2 separate regions of the Mus musculus genome follow, and region 1 is linked to region 2. The links are chromatin contacts, called in public Hi-C maps. All regions are on one chromosome and are shown on one strand. Each heading gives the region's core, a stretch centred on a gene start, on an enhancer-like site or on the middle of the called end of the contact. The rest is flanking DNA. Distances are from core to core; before and after follow the strand shown.

Region 1 (5,214 bases), core at 1,094-3,593, 150 kb before region 2:
TAGAGATTGCTTTCGTGGAATGTTTATAAGAACCAGGCAACCACAGAGAAATGCCAAGCTTCTCTTATCCTAGTGACCCGGGGAGTGGCAGAGCAGATGAAGCTGGTCAGCAGAAGCCTCCTACGTGGCTAAGAGCTGGCTTTACAGATAAGCACGAACTAGGGTAATTTTCAAGTTTGTGTTCCGAACGCTTTGTTTCTAAAGCCGGCCAGCTCTGGCCAGGGACCTATGGAAGCTGTTTTCAATGTGATTTTTTTTTTTCAAGTAGCTAAGAAATGTACCTCCTTCCTCTTATCGAAACCAACCCAACAGTAGGGATAAAATATCATAAATCCTTGGTGCAGTAGAAATACTTCAAAGCTGAAAGCTGTGCAGGGAAAGCCCCCAGCTGACTCTCGGTCATGGCAGAGAAAACAAAGCTTCATCAGCAAGAGAAGACGACAGAACAGCACGGAGAAGAAATGGCAAGTTCAGTGTGTGTCAGTCTGAAGCCACGGGCATTGCTAAATCATGTTTTATTAAAAATCATTTTTCAAGTAACCCTTTTCATGTATCCAGGTATGGTGGGACTGGCCTTGTCATCTGGAGCTAGCATGGGCCAAATAGTGAAATTCTAACTCATCCATTCCCCAAGCCTTTTCTGTCCTAAGAACTTTGGCCTCAAATGATGCTAGAGGGAACTACATGCCTCCTTCCCAAGTTCTGTGGGGAGTGGCTTCTAGGTGGACCTGCTCCTTGCTCCAAGTGGAAACTGAAATGGCCACATTTCGCTTGCTTTGAGAGACAAAAGATGAAAGGATAATTCTGCAGAGTGTTGGGTTAGAACACGAACCCTGACTGAAGCTTGAATGCATAGAACTCAGTCTACTGGAAAATGAAACTATTAATAATAACACATTGTCATTATTCCATAATGTTGATTTTGATATTCCCAACCCTGAATGAAGTTGAGAACTATAAGTCCCACGGATGATACTGTTCTAGATGTTCAGATGGCCGGAGGGGCTGACCTAGATGCCAGGGATGGAGCCTGGGACTTTGTGTATGCTAGGCCAGGGACTTGTCTCTGAGTTTCATTCCCTGGTACCACACAGAAATCAGCAGAGCTCTGAAAGATGCCCCCCAGTATCCAAAGACAGGGAGAACTGGTAGGTTTTCAGCTTCCACTGGATTTCATGGTGCAGATTTACAGGAAAACAAAGCCATGGTTTCTTATGGTTAAAGCTAAAGTCAAGATGGAGCATGCCAACGAGCACAGTCTCCCCCAGAAGTGTTCTGATTAATAAGCCTAAAGGGTTAATTAACTTTGTCCTTACTCCCTACTCAAAACAGGGGCAGGCTTGTTCCTTCACACAGCTCAGTCTGTTTCATTCTGGGATGTTTGTTTGTTTGTTTGTTTGTTTGGTATAATATATGGTATGCCACAGAATGGGGTCACAGGTCACACCGAGTCTCAGTGTGAAGACTATAGGGTCTGGTGTTGCTTCAGTGAGGACCGACAATCTCTGCATGTTTCCACGATCAGGCTGTTTGTTGTTCTCAAAGGTGTTCAAAGATTTCTAAATGGACAATTTTATAAATCTCATTATCTTATTTAACATCTTAAAAATTAAGGTTATGTGAACATTGGTAAAATACAATGATGAATAAGAAATGAAAATAAGGGTATTGTACCACCTTTTCCTACAGTGCAGAACTATTAATATTTACAGTCAGGGCAAGGCAGTTTGTCTGGCAAGCTGGGCCTGCAGCACAGGAGCTACAACCAGTTAAGGCTGGTTGTTCTGGCTGTCTCCGCCCTCCTATTGGCTGTCAGTTACTCTTATCCAGCTAGTTTGATCAGCAGGTCCTATGAGTCTGAGTACTGCAGGTTCTGCTGGAGCCCGACCCTCAGCTTGTGAAAGCACAGATCTGAAGGGTAGATTCCCTTAGCGGAGAGTCCCAGGACACTGATAGAGGTAATTAACAAAACGGCGGCTCATGATTACCAAGGGACAAAGATACAAACTCAAAGGTGTGAGGGTTCAGTTAAGATAGGCACAAGGTTTATTGTCTTGGATTGGCTCTGGGTTAAATAGGAAGGACCTAGAAATGTAAAGGTTGGAATGCTATAGGGGTGGGGGACAGCAAAGCTCCTAGTCCGAAGAAAGAACGGGTTTGGAACATTCCGGAGAGGAGATGGCTGGGAGGGAGAGAGAGGCAGAGTGGAGCTGCCAGCCTGGTCATTCAGAAGCTTGGCTGTGGCAAGGAGCCAGAAGTTTATTTTAAGAACGAGGGGGAAGCCATTGCATCTGCAGTAACAGAGGCATCCGATGACAGAGCTTCTGAAAGGTCATTCTGCACGGGGCAGACTGATTACATAAGCCGGGACTCCTGCTGCTTCCTGGATCCCTCTGCACTGGCTGAGCTCTGCGTGAGAGGAGCAGAGAGATGGGCAGGGGTGCTGTGAACCCAGGTGCAGAAAGCACCAGAAGACCTCAGTCCATTTAACCCATTCTGTGCCGCCCTACCTTCCTCGTTTCCTCACATTTAGGCAAGCATTATGTTGCAAAACACTTGAGTTTAAACTCTATCCCAGAAATAAACAGTTCTTTTGCTTTGATCTAACAAGGTTTCGATGAAATAAGGTCAAAGTCTGGGGGCGGGGGGGGGGGGGGAAACAAATCAAACAATTTTTATCAATGACCTTGAGGTTTCTAAAAGTCTTCAGGCTTTTGTTACATAGGCCAGTGTTTGGACATTAGTTAATAGCTCTCTTGAGCTGTGGGAAACCTCCTCAGAGGTAAGTGAACTCAAAGTGGCACCAAAAATTAACAGCCAGTGACTCCATCGAGGGCTTGGAGTGTGAGAACAGGCTCGGCAACATGGAGCACTGGATATGTCTGTCCACAGATAAGGTGATTCTTGAGGCACATATAGTACTTAACTCTAACAGGCCTCACAATGCATGACGCATCCTAACAGTCACAGTCCTGGCAAGTGGACTCTTTCTGGAGTGTGGGGACGCTGCATTGCCCCTTGGACCACCTGGGTTCCAGTCATTAAATGATCTCTGCAGTGCTGCCAGAGGACACAGTATATTTTATGAAAGATTCATACACAGGAGGCTGAGGGGCTCCAGCCAGTGAGATCTATTCAGACTAGGATAGCAGATTCGGGGAAACATCCTACGTGTACATCACACAGTGGCACCTATCAGCCTCCTGGGGCACCTAACTGTGAGGTGACACAGAACTTCCTAAAGAGCCCAGCAGAACTCCAGATCTGCACCAACCTAGCCTGTCAATCACCTCTCAAGCAGGCAAGTACGGCATGTGTGGATTTACCTGGGGGACTGACCACTACAGGCCTCCACAACACCCCCTTTCTCTCTCACTCATGAGTCTCCACCCACACTGGGTTACAGACATAGACCTTAGCACCCATGATTCAACAAAAAATGAACAATGGATGGCGTTTTGGGGCTCCTATAAGATAAATCTCTCTCCTTACTGTCCTTCGTGGGAGACCCCCTGGTAGGGGACCTGGCACTTTCTGTGCAATCGATAAATACCTTCGAATAACAAAGGCTCAGGCTCCTTCCAGTCCCAGGAGCAGGAGATAGCTCGTGGGTTTCTGATTGAGTGTGCTCAAATGCTGGTCACATGGTTCAGAAACCTTCCTGAAGTCCTACCTCATCCACTCTGGAGAGGAAGATGCTGTTTGGCAGTGGTCAGACAATAGGTCCCAGCTTCTCACAAAACAGCCTTCGCCATCAGTATTTACTGTTCATTATCTACACTCCAATGAGCCACGAGAAGGGGATAAAGGCAGATATCTGTGATAGTAAACAGTTAAATGTTCATTTTTTAAAAAAATATCTGCACATCTGTTAATTTTTTTCAGCCTCAGCCTTTCCCTCTGGCTGGCTTATAGACTCACTCTAGCTGGAGTATGTGGGAATATTGCATAATCCATTCCCAGAATGCATGAGTAGATCTTTACCCCATAAAATATTCATTCACTCTCAAAAATATTTGCACCCTGCTGTCAAATGTAGACAAATTCACATGGAGTATCAGAAAATGGCCATTTTAATGGGGAACGCTTCCCCTGAGTTTCTCTCTGCACTAAAATATATTCTCCAAAATTATTTTCATAAAAAAAGATTAACAATTTCGACACTGACTGCTAATCCCTTTTCATTTAAAACTCTACTGATAAAATTCTTTGCTTGTCATTCAAATGTAAGTAATAATTATAGATTGTGGGCCTCCGTCTCGGGCCTCATTAATGATAAATTGTATGGAAGTGTGAAGCCAAAGTCAGCTTTGATACATCTCGAAACTCAATTTCCACGGCTTCCCTTAGCTATGTACAATTAATTACACAGTTAATAAGGGAAATACGCTAATGAAAGGAACGCTATTTACCCAGACCGCCTGCCTTCACCAAATATCCTTTGTATGTTTCTCTCCTTGTAATTTTGGTATACAGACAATTTAAAAGGAAAAAAAAACAAAAAAACAAGAAACAATCCAGTTGACAGAGTGGTAGCATTTAATGCTAGTCTGCAGCTACTCTGGTTAAAAACAAGTCTAAAGGAATTTTAATCCAATTTTATATTTCTACTGACTTCTGCTTTTTGAAAGTCCTGAAATAGCCATTTGTCAAATAAATAATTACCACTAAGCTACTGCGCTGCTCCAAAGATGTAGTTATCTCCACACATTGAAAACACGGAGAATTTTAGAAGAAATTACGAGGAAGACAAAAAGGGAAAGCTCAGCCCATCTGCACAGACCCACACTCTTTTCTTATCCCCCAAACCTCTCTTAGAACGATCAAATCCGCTCATTCTGTTTGGATAATCAAAGTTTGACCGCAGATGGATTAGCAGACACCAATACTACCCTTTATGGAGAAAGATACCACCTTCTCAGGCTTTGGCAAAGTCTAAACTCAGAAGACAACTACAAAAGGCAAGCTGGATAAAGCTGGTTTTGTTTGCTCTTTATAGCACACAAGGACGTATGAAAAGGTTCATGGCAAATCTTTATTTTACCATGTATTTGTATTACCACAGATGGGGGAATGTTCCTTACTAAATTAGAAAGTAGCCATTTGATTCCAGTTGTCACCATATCCCTTTGACATAAAGAATGTACTTTAACCTATGAGATCTTTTTAAAAATTCTATTAGTAAACCAACGCTGTATTCCAAAGGGTTAAGGG
Region 2 (5,090 bases), core at 897-3,396:
TTCACAAACACGGCCAGAAGAGGTTGGCTGCCTGCGCGGCCCAAAGAAGGCGCAGGGACAGAGTTAGTAATGTGGGAGCCAAGACACAGTGCGATGAGAAACAGCAGCTTAATAAAAGCTAGGCTGTTATCAAGTTATGAAGGCAAAGAGCAGGAACTGGGGGAGATGAAGAAAGAGTAAGGAAATTAAAGCTACAAAAGCAGAGTTAAAATCCACACTGGGGGCAACAGAGCAGAACCAGTGGCCATATCAGCCTGACTCGCTCAGCTCTTCGAAAATAATGAGGGAAGGGCCGGAAACAGTGGAGGTGGGGCAGTCAGAACTGTGTAGACGAGGACAAGACGCAGCCCAAGAACCAACCACGAGGTCAGAAGAATGGGGGCAGTGGTAGGATGCTTGCTTGCCCTTCGGCATAGTTTCCACCCAATGACACCTGGCTTGCACAGCAAATTGCAGAAGGAACACTGTACAGATGGACCCCGTAGAGCATCGTCTGACGTAGAACTTAAGGGTATTGATGTGACGAGCCAATGGGAAGGCAAGGTGTGATGGTTTATCCCTCCCATCACAGTACACTAAATAAGAACTGCAGTGATCAGGATAAACAAGTGTTCTAGGTGGAACCACCTGGCTCCGAAGGACTGAAAGAGGGGGCCATGCTCCACTCCCGTGTGCCCAGAGTCACCTTGCCCCTCCGAGTTCCAGCTTGGGAAGCAGCTGCTAGAAGGAACACTGTTGGCAGTGATATTCACATCCAAAGACCACGGATCCTGGAAGAAGTCCCCATCACAGGCCCCACTGGGAACCAGCAGTTTTCCTTCCAATGAAGCACTAGACCAGGACTCTCCTGGGAGCAGCCAGGGCAAGCATCTGGAAGTTCCCTGGTAAAGGCCCCTGGCTCAGTACACAGCCTGCTTGGGTCTCCCGGTGACATGTGTGAGTGAGGGGGAACTACTGCTCCTCCTAACTGACCTTGCTGGTTGAGCCCACCCTACATGGAGGTCCCTCCCATGTGCTACTAGGGAACATCACAAGCACTATTGGCCACTGACACCAACATGCTTGCAGGACAGAGATTCGGGTGTTGGAGAGCTAGCTCCTGGAGTGGGACCCCTGGCACCTGCCTTCACGCCTTCCCCCTGCCCACGGTGAAGCTGATGGCAAGCCGATCAAGCTGCCCACCCCCACCCGAGGGCTTGATGGGAAGTCAGAGCACTACACTGTGGGTCTTCTTCAGCACCCACTCATGTTACCAACTCTTTTTTTTGTTGTTGTTGTTATTGTTGTTGTTGTTCTTAATAGTTTTAAATTTTAACTTATAATATTGTATTTTGGCTTACATGAAACACTGGTAATGAGCCCTCCCCACTCCCACCCCACACACGATGACTCTGAAAAACTCCCCTAAAGAAATCCTAAATTAGTCTTTAAAAAATACACAAAAATACACTGGGGCAGGGACACTGGCCCTTAAGGAGCAGTAATTACTGAGACTGAGGGGTGCCAGAGGCCCAGTGTGGTCTTTGTGCTCAGGGACTGACAGACTCAGGCTCATACATAATTCAGGAGCAGAGACAATACAAGGAGCAGAATTTAGAAAGAGCCAGAGTGGCTAAACACCCATGCCTGGGGTAAATAAAGAGTGCCCAGGAACCCTGTGATGATTTTTTGTACAATTTATGAAAAAAAATCATAGCGTTGAGGTACTAGGGTACCCTCCCTGTGTGTGGTGGGAACATCCCAGGTTTTCACTTTTCCCTAGGAAAGTGTGTAGCCCTCGTGGGCCCGCAGAAGAGCATATGGTACTGCAGGGACAGTGTGTCCCCCACCCCTTTCGTCCTCCTTCCTTTCTCTGTGCACCACAATGCAAAGCTTTGTCGAGCTAATACTTCAAGGATCAACATCGAAATTGGAACTTTCTCTTTCTATAGCCACATCCAATTAAAAGTATCTTAGACCTCCCAGCGGCTCCCCCTCCAGGGCGGCCTGGCTGTCAGAGCCCTGGAACTATACATACATTTTAAATCAACCTGCGGGTCTCCAACCCATACACAATATTATAAACAGCATTTTCGCAGCCCCTTTGTGTGTGCCGCTGTGAATCGGGACCGCTGAATCACATGGGTAAACCCTGCCTCCACCCACACATTCCCGGTTTATGGAGTCATTTCAGAGCAATCCAATTAGTCTCCTCCACCTGACCGTCTGTTGATTACATTTGGATTTTTCTTTGCAGGCGATGTGGGGCGCTCACTCTATGCCGTACAGCTGCAGCTTCTCACCTTCTCAACCCCGCCGAGGAGGAGAATTCACTGCACAAACTCCTGTGCGAATCGTGTGTAAGGAAAACAGTTTGTACAGACGCCTGCCTGAATGTACCAACCTCAGGAGAGTGCCCTGCACAAAGGCCTTTGTGGGCCTAGCTTAGGAGAATCAGACATATTAACCAATGCAAATAAAGGGAGAAGGACTAGAGATGGACTCCTCAGAGAAAGGAAACATGACAACTGTACGCAGGCCAGGAGTGTGGGACCACGGGCTCTGGTCTCTACACGTTTCTCAGCTCATGCTCTGTGAACATTGCTGTGACAGTGACAACCAAGATTTCCACCCCCCTATAAAATTAAATGTCACTCTTGATAGCATAAAATCTGAAACATCATCCTGCCAAGTCCACACCAATACTTGCACAGAAAATTAAACCCTCTCTGTTTATTGAGAGGGTAATGTAGCCTTCAGATGTGTGAGAACCCCTGCTAAGTGAGAAATTAAAAAAGCACCACTGTACGGTCTAATGGTATGTATGAAATAAGAAAGGTAACTTAATTGGTAATCAGAAGAAATCATAAAACTAATCATGCAATTAATGTCTTCAAAAGCAAGCACACGAGGTGTGTATAATTACAAGGAAACAGCGCAATGGTGGCCACTAGGGCCTTGCACGGCTTCCTTGGATGGCCTTCAGCGCCTGCATATGGACTCCCTGGCTTGGTGTCTTTGCCACCTTCTCTAGCACATGGGCCACACCGAACTCCCCTCATGCAAAGGGATCCTAGCATGCCTCTCTCTAAGCTCTGTTCTTCCTTGTCACTGGCTATGGGTCCCTTGGGAGGTATGGCCATGCGTGTATATGTGACAGTTGGGGATTGCTCACTGAGGTGGCTGTGGGAACAACTAATGAACACATATTTACATCTGCAATACCCTGGTTTTCTTTGGAAAGCTACACTGAATAATAAGCAGTTGTTGCTTAACACACACAGTTTGAAGGCTGTTGCAGGGAGGTTAACTTGTTGATAAGTAGGGCCTGTGATGAAGAACCACCAGGTGTTTTTTTCTAGGTCCTATGTCTCTGCACCAGGAGTCCCCCACACAGGTCACCACAGTCCTCTTTTATCCTGGTGACTATATCCTATGTCTCTGCACCAGGAGTCCCCCATGCAGGTCATCACAGTCCTCAGAGAACTAATTGTTCACAAACAAGAAATTACAGAGGAAGAATTCCATTGCTGCTTGTCTTATGCTGATTTGGTCTTGGGGGTAATCACAGTGCCCTGTAGGTTCACACCAACATTGCCTGTTAAGGATGTGCACTAATCTCTCTGCAGAGCTGCATGAGGCTCCCTGGACCTAGCCTGCCACCATTAGGTAGAGGAGAAATGGCCAGTGGGAGAAGCAGTAATAGCTAGGCTGGAGTTAGAGGGAGAGATAAGATGCTAGGAAGAGGAATGGTGTGAGTAGGAGGCCCATTAACAGCAGAGCAAGATATCAAGGGAAGGGCTGAGCATGGTGGTAAGGGGAGCCTAAGGGGAAGAGCTTGGAATCCCATGGATAAAGAAGGTGTGCTATGTGAAATGAATACATTATGGTTAGTCTTGCCCTGCTGTGAGTGTATTCACTTTTAATTTGACCTCAGTGCCCAAGGACTTGCAGTTTGCACCCTGCAGGGGAATGCTGTCCTTGGCATGGGTGGTGCGCTGAGGACTTGTGGCGGTCCCATCAGGACCCTGACACATGGTGGAGGGTTGTTCTGTGAGGACCCACCTGGCCGATGTCTTCTTTCTCTTCTAAGGTCTGTTTTCAACAAGCAGACGAGTCACAGATATGAGACAGGCACATAATTCTATCTTCTCCATACAAGGGGGAGAGAATCATCTCTTTGCTCCTGGCAGTGGACATTTCACGTAAAGCAAAGGGCTTACTGCTTTAGAGAACGTACAACGTACGTGGCTAGCAAGAGAAGATGCAGAAAAGGCCCTCCTTTAGCTATCCTCTGCAAACCATAGTCTGAGAGCACTCCCTTGTTCTTACGTCATTTTGAGGTAGCACATGAGGTGATTTACCCTTTTGTGGGTCCTTTGATCAGCCCCCCAACTGTCCAATTATCTTCACGTGTCAGATTTCTCATGCTGAATTACACAGCTTTAAGCCTCTCATGTTGATCATGGCTCAGACCAGGAGTCACCAGAACATTTTGAGAAGCCACAGTACAGAGGATCCCCACCCCCCAAAGCTGGGCCATTACATATCCCAAGGATCCCACCTGCTCTGCTAGGAAGGGGGGCTTTGGAAGACAGCTAGGGTAACAAACGGGTCACTAGGGAAAAGGAATGTTTTCGAAGTTCATGCTGAAAAAAGAAGGTAAAGTGGGCTTGGCTTCCATGGCACATGTAGATCAATGCCAAGTATATTAAAGTTTGGATATGGAAAAAATCACAAGTTTTCAAAGAAAGTATTAACATGCCTTTGTGCAGCCAGTGAGGTGGCTCAGTGGGTGAAGGCACTTGCCACCAATCTTGATGATCTGAGTTTGATCCCTGAGATCCACATATCTGGAGAGAACAGATTTCCACAAGTTGTCCCCTGGTCTCCACATCTGTGCACACACGCAGATGCTAAATATAAATTAGTGTAGTTCTTAAAAAATATTTCTTAACCCACATGAGGAAAGCATTTCTTTAAACCCTTCCCTTAGAAAATTCAAACTACCCAGGGAAGATATAGAAAGTACAAATGACATTCGATGAGATCTGAATGGACTGTGTGGATGAGCTTTGGGACTGCAGGAAGGCACTCCACAGGGACACTTA

The links. A called contact is a pair of places that touch in the nucleus more often than the background predicts.
Region 1: a contact with region 2 is called in a Hi-C map of the N1E-115 cell line, with 2.2 times the contacts expected there. The contact joins two enhancer-like sites. A contact is called at or near these places in 2 of 484 Hi-C or Micro-C datasets (the N1E-115 cell line and nephron progenitors) and 3 of 115 datasets of contacts at active chromatin or transcription factors (embryonic stem cells and extraembryonic endoderm stem cells).

What each region holds. Positions count from the first base shown.
Region 1 is chr12:117,197,415-117,202,628 of GRCm38.p6, reverse strand. The region is part of intron 14 of Ptprn2 (protein tyrosine phosphatase, receptor type, N polypeptide 2); the gene reads right to left. Among named protein-coding and RNA genes, the nearest start is that of Gm10421, 49 kb to the right of the region's middle. Within about 2 kb of position 2,343, at least 76 of the 459 cell types and tissues checked have an H3K27ac peak or open chromatin away from gene starts, as enhancers often do. A contact at or near this core is called in the N1E-115 cell line, where this site is marked.
Region 2 is chr12:117,051,092-117,056,181 of GRCm38.p6, reverse strand. All of the region lies in intron 12 of Ptprn2 (protein tyrosine phosphatase, receptor type, N polypeptide 2), which reads right to left. Among named protein-coding and RNA genes, the nearest start is that of Gm10421, 98 kb to the left of the region's middle. Within about 2 kb of position 2,146, at least 69 of the 459 cell types and tissues checked have an H3K27ac peak or open chromatin away from gene starts, as enhancers often do. A contact at or near this core is called in the N1E-115 cell line, where this site is marked.